3 separate regions of the Sus scrofa genome follow, and regions 1 and 2 are each linked to region 3. The links are chromatin contacts, called in public Hi-C and HiChIP or PLAC-seq maps. All regions are on one chromosome and are shown on one strand. Each heading gives the region's core, a stretch centred on a gene start, on an enhancer-like site or on the middle of the called end of the contact. The rest is flanking DNA. Distances are from core to core; before and after follow the strand shown. Region 1 holds the start of C2H5orf24 (UPF0461 protein C5orf24 homolog). Region 2 holds the start of TXNDC15 (thioredoxin domain containing 15). Region 3 holds the start of SEC24A (SEC24 homolog A, COPII coat complex component).

Region 1 (2,700 bases), core at 111-2,610, 150 kb after region 3:
AGCACAGCTCACGGCAATGCCAGATCCTTAACCCACTGAGTGAGGCCAGGGATTGAACCCAAGTCCTCATGGATACTAGTTGGGTTCGTTAACCACTGAGCCATAACAGGAACTCCTATATATATATTTTTTTTCTTTTTATGGCCACACCTGCGGCATATGAAAGTTCCTTGGGCTAGTGGTTGAATCTGAGCTTCAGCTGCCAGCCTACACCACAGCCACACCGGTTCTGAACCACATCTGTGACATTCACTGCAGCAAGGCCATGGGTTGAACCCTCATCCTCACAGACACGATGTCAGGTTCTTAACCCTCTCAGCCACAATGGGAACTCCCTGGTATTCTTTTATATATGGATAATACTAGTACAATCAGTCCTGTGTTCTAGTATCATATAGGAGTAATTAGAATCATGCTATGAAACCCTGCCAGAATGAGCTTTCCTTTCTATGTACTGTGTTTGGTCTGCGTCCTGGCTTGTGTATTCACCCAGAAAAGTTGCTGATTTATTTCCTACTGGCAGCAGCACTGGGCCAAGTGCTGTCCTGTGGTAGAATTCAGTGCTAAGAATGACTTCCTCATACAGTCTTGATCCTCTTCATGCTGTCAAAGAAGTATCTTCCTCTCAGCAGTCTTCCTAATTCTGGATCCTCACCTTTCTGACATCTTCGAATTCACCGCAGGAAGAACTGGGGAAACTAATCCCTTCTAATGAGTGGCTTTTTTGGGGTGACCGATATGCCAGAAACCTCTCAGTAGCTACATATAGGGGGATTTTGTAGGCATACTGCTTGTCCCATCCCTTTCTGCAATGGTGGGAGGACTATGGTAATTCAGAGGTGGTCATGGTCATAAAAATTGTTTGAATTGAAAAAATTAGCCTCACAAAATGAGGTTTTTCATTATCACATGATCCTAGGACTGAGGGTCCAAACACCTCATATTTGAATATCGCCCATTTTATTTACAAGTGGAGGTTTCACACACACCCCCCATAAGTAAGTAAAGTGCAGCAGCTGAGTCCTTTTAATATACTTTGGGCAGCACTCAGCACAGTAAGGCATTATTAAATCTTTTTGCCAACAGCAATTAAAAGCAGTTTCTACAGCAGAAATGCTGGGTTCAAATCCTGACTCCATCATTTATTAGTCCTGTAATCTGAAAAACGGGGTCAGCAGTAGTTACAGCGTCACAAAACTGGAGTCAAAATTCACATCAGTAAATCATACCCTCTGTGGCCCCCAACCTGCCCCAGAACCCGAGCAGCTCGGGCCTAAGCCCCGCCTCCCGCCCGTCCCCACGCAGCGCAAGCGCAGCCAGGCTCCCTGTCCCACTCTCCCAAGCTTGCGCGCTGGCCGTCGGGCGGGAGATTGGGTCTCGCGATGCGCGTGTGCGTGTGCGTGCGCGGTCCTCGCGAGCTCGCGCACGCCGCTCCTCGCCGTACGGGGCTGTAGCGGCCTCTTCCTCCTCGGTCCCGAGAAGGACCGTGAGCAGTGGTTGAGGTCTGAGCCGGGGATCAGGGTCGGCGTCGCCGCCGCTGCCGCCCTCGCTGCCTGTCCTTCTCTCTTGGGCTCTCCGTGCAGTGCAGAGGCGCCGGGCTGGGAGGGGAGCGGTGCCAGCGTGAGGATCCCAGCCGATGGGCAGCCCCTGGACGCGCTGAGGGGCCGGGCTACTAGCGGCTGAGGTAGGTGGGCTCGCGGGGTTTTGTCAGACTGGCCGGAAGCAGAGTACGGGCCGCGGGAGCTCGTGGAGACCGCACGGAAGGGACGGAAACGGGGGGCCTTGCGGGCTGGAGAGAGAGAGATCGCCGACCTGCGCCCGAGGAGGGGCTCTGGCCTAGCCGGGAGCGAGAGGAGGGGCCCCGGCCGTGCCTGCTCTTCCCCGGGCTTGGAGCCATTATTGGGGGGAAATGCCTCCTGTGGCTGGGGGAGGGGTCACGGCTTCTTTTCTTCTCTTTGAGAGAGAGAAATCGGCAGTCACCCTCCACCACTTTAAATTAATGCCTGTGGGCTTCGAGATGGAGTCTAGATGGAGCGGTGGACTTGTACAGCTTGCACAACTCCGAGTGCATGGACAGTAGGCTATCAGTTTTGATTATCGGAGGGCGCACAGCTCCTTCTGTAGGGTGGGTGTGTATCTCCTGCAAAGTTGTCATTGTTAATACATCAGCAAACGCTGTCGGCTAACGACAGGTAATACATTTCTAGACGCCTCAAGTCAAGTAAGGATTCCAGCGCCGGGGAAACGGCGCCGTGGGGCACAATTAAGGAGTTGAAAGAAGACAAAGAAAGCCGTTATTTATGTTCTGACCTAGTATCAAAACTTTCCGGGGTGGGCCAGGAGGCGTAACGACTGGCTTTTGTTTTAGCTTTTGCTGAACAGACTTTCTGATTGAGGTCGATCACAAATGGACTTTCACTTAGAATTATAAAATCGTGTTGTGATTCTCTTTAGTCGTTACAAGCCAGAATGACCTGAGATAAACGTCTGACAATTATGTGTTGTTTGCTCTTTGGAAGAGAGCAGATCTTGGGCTTCAGGAAAGGAAGAATCTCTCGATGCCTAAAAATGAATGCTTTGTGAAGTTACTAAAAATAGTTAAAGCGTTCTCTATGTTGGCAGTAATGCCTCCACATTCACGAGATGGGAAAGGAATTATTTCATAGAGAAGAGCTGACTAAAAGGAAGTAAACACAGTTA
Region 2 (2,792 bases), core at 112-2,611, 180 kb after region 3:
GGATCAGGAATTTGGAAAGAGCTCAAGCTGGGCATTTCTGGCTCTGGTCTCTCAGGCAGTAGCAGTCCAGTGGTGGCTGAAGCTGGAACAGAATAGGGTTGAGATCAGCTGGTGATGAGCCTGTAGTTTCCGGCATTTCTTTGCAAGCAAGTTCGAACTTCCGCAGAGCATAGCAACCTCAGGACATCCTTCTACTTACTGTGTCGGTCAATACACGTGTGCAAGCCTCCCAGCAATAAAGGATAGGGCTGTGTAGCCTCAGAAGCCATAGAGGATCATTTCATATACGGCTACATTCTGTTGGTTATATGTCAATCACAGGCCCACTCAGATTCAGGGGGAGGGGAATTAGGTTCTATCTACTGATGGGGCAGTGGCAAAATTACTTTGCACAAGAGCATGTGGGATGGCGAATATTATTGTGGCATGGAAGTCATTGTCAAATACACTTTGCCACGGTGATCTGAATGAAGTAAATACTTTGTTGATGAGGGAGAGAGAGAAAGAGGTTCTCATGACTCATCAGATTTAAAAAATCTAGGCAAACCTTATCAAGGCGGACAAAACAGCCTTAGTACAAGTGTGTAGCTGTGCATAACAATTCCAATTATTGTCACGTTCTTGTCTGGAAAATCCCCAGGCCTATGCTGTTGGTGCACAGAATTCACTTCAGGCAAAGAAAGAGCAGGATGCCAACTTTCTCCCCCAACCTCCCCAGAAACGAAAATAAAATCAGTTTCAAACCTGAAGGCATTCCTCACTGAAAATAAGTGCATGTGCCACCTGGTGGCGAGACAGTCAAATGTGCATTCTATCCTGTTGGCTGGATTTATTGAGTTGTCCTCAGAGGCTCTATCTATAGCATTTACTGAAAGACAACAATTCTAACATGTGTAAGTGCCTCTGTCCAAACAGCCAAAATACAAAGGGAACATTACATGTTATGTGTTTATGGGAAATTCACATTTAACTGGGCATCCCGTGTTTCACCTGGGAACTTTTAAAGGGTAGCACACGTAAGGCAGGCGACGCGGCGAACTGACCCTCGATGGGGCACTCGAGGAAGAAGCCTCTGGGGCTTTCCGGCCGGGGAACGAAGCGCCAAGGCCCCCACTGCCGTGTGAAGAAAGAAGGTAATGGGCTTTCGTGGAAGCTCGCCCAGGACTTGGGGGCCCGGAAACCGAAAAGATCCGAGACGGCTGGCGATTGGCTCCTAAACGGCCCGGGGCCCCACGGCGCAGGCCAGAGGCCAGAGGCGGCCGCCCGACTCCAAGATGGCGCCCGCGGAGGAGGCTGCCAGCGGCCAGGATGGCGGCGCGGGGCCGCGCCCGCGCTCCCGGGCTCTCCTCCCCCTGCCTTCCTGCGGCGGAGAGCGCGCCTCGCGCGGCCGTGCGCCGTTTGCCCTTCGGCCTGGGTGGTGCGGCCGCCGCCCGCCCCGCACCATGCGACTCCTTGGCTGGTGGCAGGTACTCCTATGGGTGCTGGGGCCTCCGGCCCGCGGCCAGGAAGGTGAGTGCGGGCTGGGGGCGCCGGCGGCTGTGTGCGAAATGCCCGGGGAGGCGGCGGGCTCCCCCGGCAATGCTCTTTCACCTGCGCGAAGGCCTGCTCTGCGCGCTTGGCCTCTCCCAGGCGCCCACCGGAGCGCCTCTCCCCGCGTCGTCCAGACCTCTTTCCCGGTGGTCCCCGCTCCAGGTCTGGCGTGGGGGGCGGCGGGGCGAGATGCCCGGGACGTGTTTAGGCCCCTGAGCAGGTGGCTGTCAGTCGGGAATGAAGTGCTTACCAAGGCGGAACCTCATGTGCTGAGCGAGCACTTTATTATTAATGATAGTCGTCATAATGAAAGCGACATGAATGGTGGCTTTATTAGGAGCCAGGAACTGTGCGCAGTGCTTTCCACCACGATCTCATTTCGTCCTCCCACCGACCCTTACAGATGAAGATGCTGAGCCAAGAGAGACTAAGTCATCTGTCGATGTTTGCCCTTCTGGCAATGGGCAGAGACTGGCTTTGGACTGCAAAGCCCCCACTGTACTGTGCACCCTGCTGGACCGCTTTATTGAGAAGGCCGCTTTTGCTCAGGTGCCTGTGTGAAGGATAGATGAGAAAAGGACAGGAGACTCCCAGGGCAGCCCGGTGCTCCCAGACCTGCTTTCACCTTGGGGAAGGCAGCCACCTGGAGGCACGGCTTACTCTCAGCCTCCTTCACTCCACTCCTCACAGTCCCCCTGTTCAAGTCCAGACCCTTTTGGCCTTGCTTGTCATTCACAACTTCACAGGAGTAGGCAGGTCTTGACTTTCCCTGTGGTGTCCTAGAAAGAGGCCCAGCGGCCAGCTTGCTGAGTACTGAAAAGGAATGAAAGGGGAGTTCCTGTCGTGGCTCAGTGGTTAACGAATCCGACTAGGAACCATGAGGTTTTGGGTTCCATCCCTGGCCTTGCTCAGTGGGTTAAGGATCTGGCCTTGCTGTCACCTATGGTGTAGGTCGAAGATGCGGCTCGTATCCCGTGTGGCTGTGGCTCTGGCGTAGGCTGGTGGCTACAGTTCGATTGCACCCCTAGCCTGGGAACCTTCATATGCTGCAGCAGCGACCCAAGAAATAGCCAAAAAAAAAAAAAAGTAATGAAAGGACTCACTATGTGCCGGGCAGTGTGCTTAGTGCCTTTTTAGCATCATCTTATTTGATTTTTGTGTGTGTGTGTGGGGGGGGGTTGTCTTTTTAGGGCTGCACCTGTGACATGTGAAAATTCCCAGGCTAGGCTGCCCTTGAATCAGAGCTGCAGCTGATGGCCTAC
Region 3 (2,821 bases), core at 149-2,648:
AAAGAAAATAAAGAGAATTAAACCAATGCAAGTTTGAGACCAGGTATAAGGATCTGCTCTTTTGAAGAGCAATACTGATTTTTCAGTCTGACCTCAGGGAGGTTCAGTTCTGAGGATTTTCTGTTTAAGCCACTGAGAGGCTTGTGTTTTTGTCTGTTTTCAGGTGTTCTTGGGATATATGATTTGGGATTTTGTTATAGGGGCTCTCAGCTGAAAACAGTTGGATGAAAATTATCATCTTCATCCCAAAGAAGACTTCGTACTTGTATCTTGTACAAGGAGTTTGATTTTTCAGTTTCACACACAGCAAACACATTTTTACACATCTGAGACAGGTGACAGAAAAAGGATAAAGGGTAATAGTTATTTGAATTATTACTGTTCCTTTTTCAGGCCTTAGCAGTTTAGTTCTTACTCTTTTTTGTATGTAATATAACATTTCATAGCAGGCATTTGATTGCAAATGAATTAAATAAGATGTATTTCACCTTTCTCAGGTTTTGGCACCCTAGGCATGACATTTTAATCAACAGTACAAATCTGTTGTTTCAAGAAGCGCTTTATCAATCAGCTCAGAACAGGAAAACCTAAGTATAATGAAGGTGGCTAAGATGAGGATTGAGATCATTAGTTAACTATGTTGTCTAATTACTCCAGTTTCTACCTCCCTTTGGCCTCAGAAGTAAAAAGTCAACTTGCCAAAAAAAAAAAAAAAAAACCCTCGTTGCCTGAAAAGGCAGTTTGTTGCACCTTACTGTAAACTCTTAGAAGAGGAACTAAAACTGCCATTTAAATAAGATGTTAATGAGATTTGGGGTGACTATGCTATGAATCAGCGAATTTGAAAACTAAAATTACTTCTGAATCCTCCGGTCAAAAAGCAAAGGCCTCCTCTTGGATTTGATTACTTTTACCATATGTGCATAATTAACCACCCCTTTAAAAAATTTCCTTACAATTTACACCTGTAATATGACGAAATATGAAATACTGCGACGAACATTAATCGGTCCAGCTATCCGAGGTATAGTCTCAGCAGGGGATGATGATGTCTGTCGTCTCAGCTCATCTTCACAAAAACTAGAGAAGAGGAACTGTCCATCCCACCCCTTGAAAGCTGCCACTGAAGCCGGGATTGCGCTTGGATCCCGGCAGTGCCGGCGAGATGACGTTCACGCGGTGGGGATTTCCGTATCGGTGACACGCCACTTCCGGTCGCTGGTGAGAATCAGTGACGTGGCAGGCGCGGCCAAGCACGGTCCTTCGGGCCGGGACACCCGGAGCAGTCAGGTGGCTTCTGGGCAGCCCCACAGGGAGAGAAGAGCTCACCGGCGGCGACAGCGGCGGCGGAGGGGGGAGAGGCCGGAGCCGGAAGTGCCACGTGTCCCGATTGCGCCTGCGCGGCCGGCGGCTGACAGGCAGTTCCGGCTGGGGCCTCCCTCGGTCTCTCTCCGCTCGGCTGCTTCCTCCCAGCCCGGCGTTCCCGGCCCGGCCGGCACGACTCTCGAGCCTCAGCACCCAGGCCAGGCCATGGCCGCCGGCGGGCTGGGGAGACTGTGGCGCCATGCCTAGGGCTTTATGCGCCTCCGGCTCTCTCTCCCTGCACCAGCCCTAAGTCGTTGGCCCCCTCCCTCCGCTTCCAGCAGTGGTCTTTCGGGTCGGCTTGGCGCTGTCGCAGACCCCGACCAGCCCCTTCCAGTCCCGACGAACACCGTCGTCATGTCCCAGCCCGGGATACCGGCCTCCGGCGCCGCCCCCACGGGCCTCCAGGCCCAGAACGGGGCCGCCCCAGCCTCGGGGTCTCATTACAGCAACGGTAAGTGCCGCTCAGAGGGGGCGTGGGGGCGGGAGGACGACCAAGTTCGGGCCCCCGGCTCGAGTTGACCTTTGGTTGCTGCCGCCGCCTGAGGCGACCGAGGAGGGGAGGGTGACCTCTCTGCCGGGGTCGGGAGCGGCTCAGGGTGCGAGGCCCCGCCACGGAGACCGCGGCTCGTCTTAGTGTTTCGTTTTTCATTATTTATTCATTCGTTCAGCAGACAGTTGTTGAGCCCTTGCTGTATGTAACGTCCAGGGTTTACGTGAGTGAGGAATACGGAGGCGGGCCGTACCTCACAATTCGCATCCAAGGCTCATAGTGTCTGTTTATGTGCCTTTCCCCTCCGCGCCGCCTCACTCACGTCTCGTAGAGAGCAGGATTTGGGGTTTGATTCATTCCAGTTCCGCAGTGGGGTGGGCGTCATACTCAGTGTGAATTGGCGGAGATGAACGAGTGAGTGCATGTTTTGGGGAGACCTCTTTAGGGCCCGCTCATCTCTCCCTGAACCTTCCCCGAATTGTAGTTAGGCCACCTGTTGTGGTTTTCAGCTTCGAAACAACTAAGTTAAGGGGAGGATCTGTTCAATTTCCAGAGGTCTTTAGATCACTGGGGAAGCGGTTGTACACGTCTCTGAACCTCTGACCAGAGTGTGCATGTGGCACTATAATTTTTCATTGGGTATGAGGCTGTCTTCTAATTGTGTACCCCTTCTAGGATTCTTTGAATTGTCCTATATTGTGATTTACTAAGTTTGCTATAATTGCTATTATTATATAAGACGTTTTCTGCCAACAGTTTGCCAAGTCACTAGTTTACTTGTAAAACTTTGGTTCTTGGAAACAAGTAGTAGAATAATTCTAAAATGCTTAATTGCCCGTTGGAATCTAAGATTGCTGGCAAGTTGGAGAAGATAGCCAATGACTAAAATAGCTACACTCTATTTTAGAGACTACTGTTTTCTCTACAAAGAAGGCCCTAAAAGACTTTTAAAAATGTGTGTGAGTA

The links. Hi-C and Micro-C count contacts between places; a contact is called where the count stands out from the background. HiChIP or PLAC-seq counts read pairs in DNA pulled down with a chosen protein or histone mark.
Region 1: a contact with region 3 is called in an H3K27ac HiChIP or PLAC-seq map of alveolar macrophages. The contact joins the promoter of C2H5orf24 here to the promoter of SEC24A in region 3. A contact is called at or near these places in 1 of 47 Hi-C or Micro-C datasets (epiblast stem cells) and 1 of 2 datasets of contacts at active chromatin or transcription factors (alveolar macrophages).
Region 2: a contact with region 3 is called in a Hi-C map of liver, with 4 times the contacts expected there. The contact joins the promoter of TXNDC15 here to the promoter of SEC24A in region 3. A contact is called at or near these places in 2 of 5 promoter capture datasets (fetal liver and liver), 3 of 47 Hi-C or Micro-C datasets (embryonic fibroblasts, heart right ventricle and liver) and 1 of 2 datasets of contacts at active chromatin or transcription factors (alveolar macrophages).

What each region holds. Positions count from the first base shown.
Region 1 is chr2:137,036,611-137,039,310 of Sscrofa11.1, forward strand. C2H5orf24 (UPF0461 protein C5orf24 homolog) reads left to right here and starts at 1,361. Exons shown (of 2, transcript XM_005655017.3): 1 at 1,361-1,684.
Region 2 is chr2:137,059,627-137,062,418 of Sscrofa11.1, forward strand. TXNDC15 (thioredoxin domain containing 15) reads left to right here and starts at 1,362. Exons shown (of 5, transcript NM_001243618.1): 1 at 1,362-1,509. The coding sequence starts at 1,443. LOC102164851 (a long non-coding RNA gene) reads right to left here and starts at 880. Exons shown (of 2, transcript XR_002341915.1): 1 at 745-880; 2 at 1-82.
Region 3 is chr2:136,882,652-136,885,472 of Sscrofa11.1, forward strand. SEC24A (SEC24 homolog A, COPII coat complex component) reads left to right here and starts at 1,399. Exons shown (of 23, transcript NM_001243924.1): 1 at 1,399-1,816. The coding sequence starts at 1,579.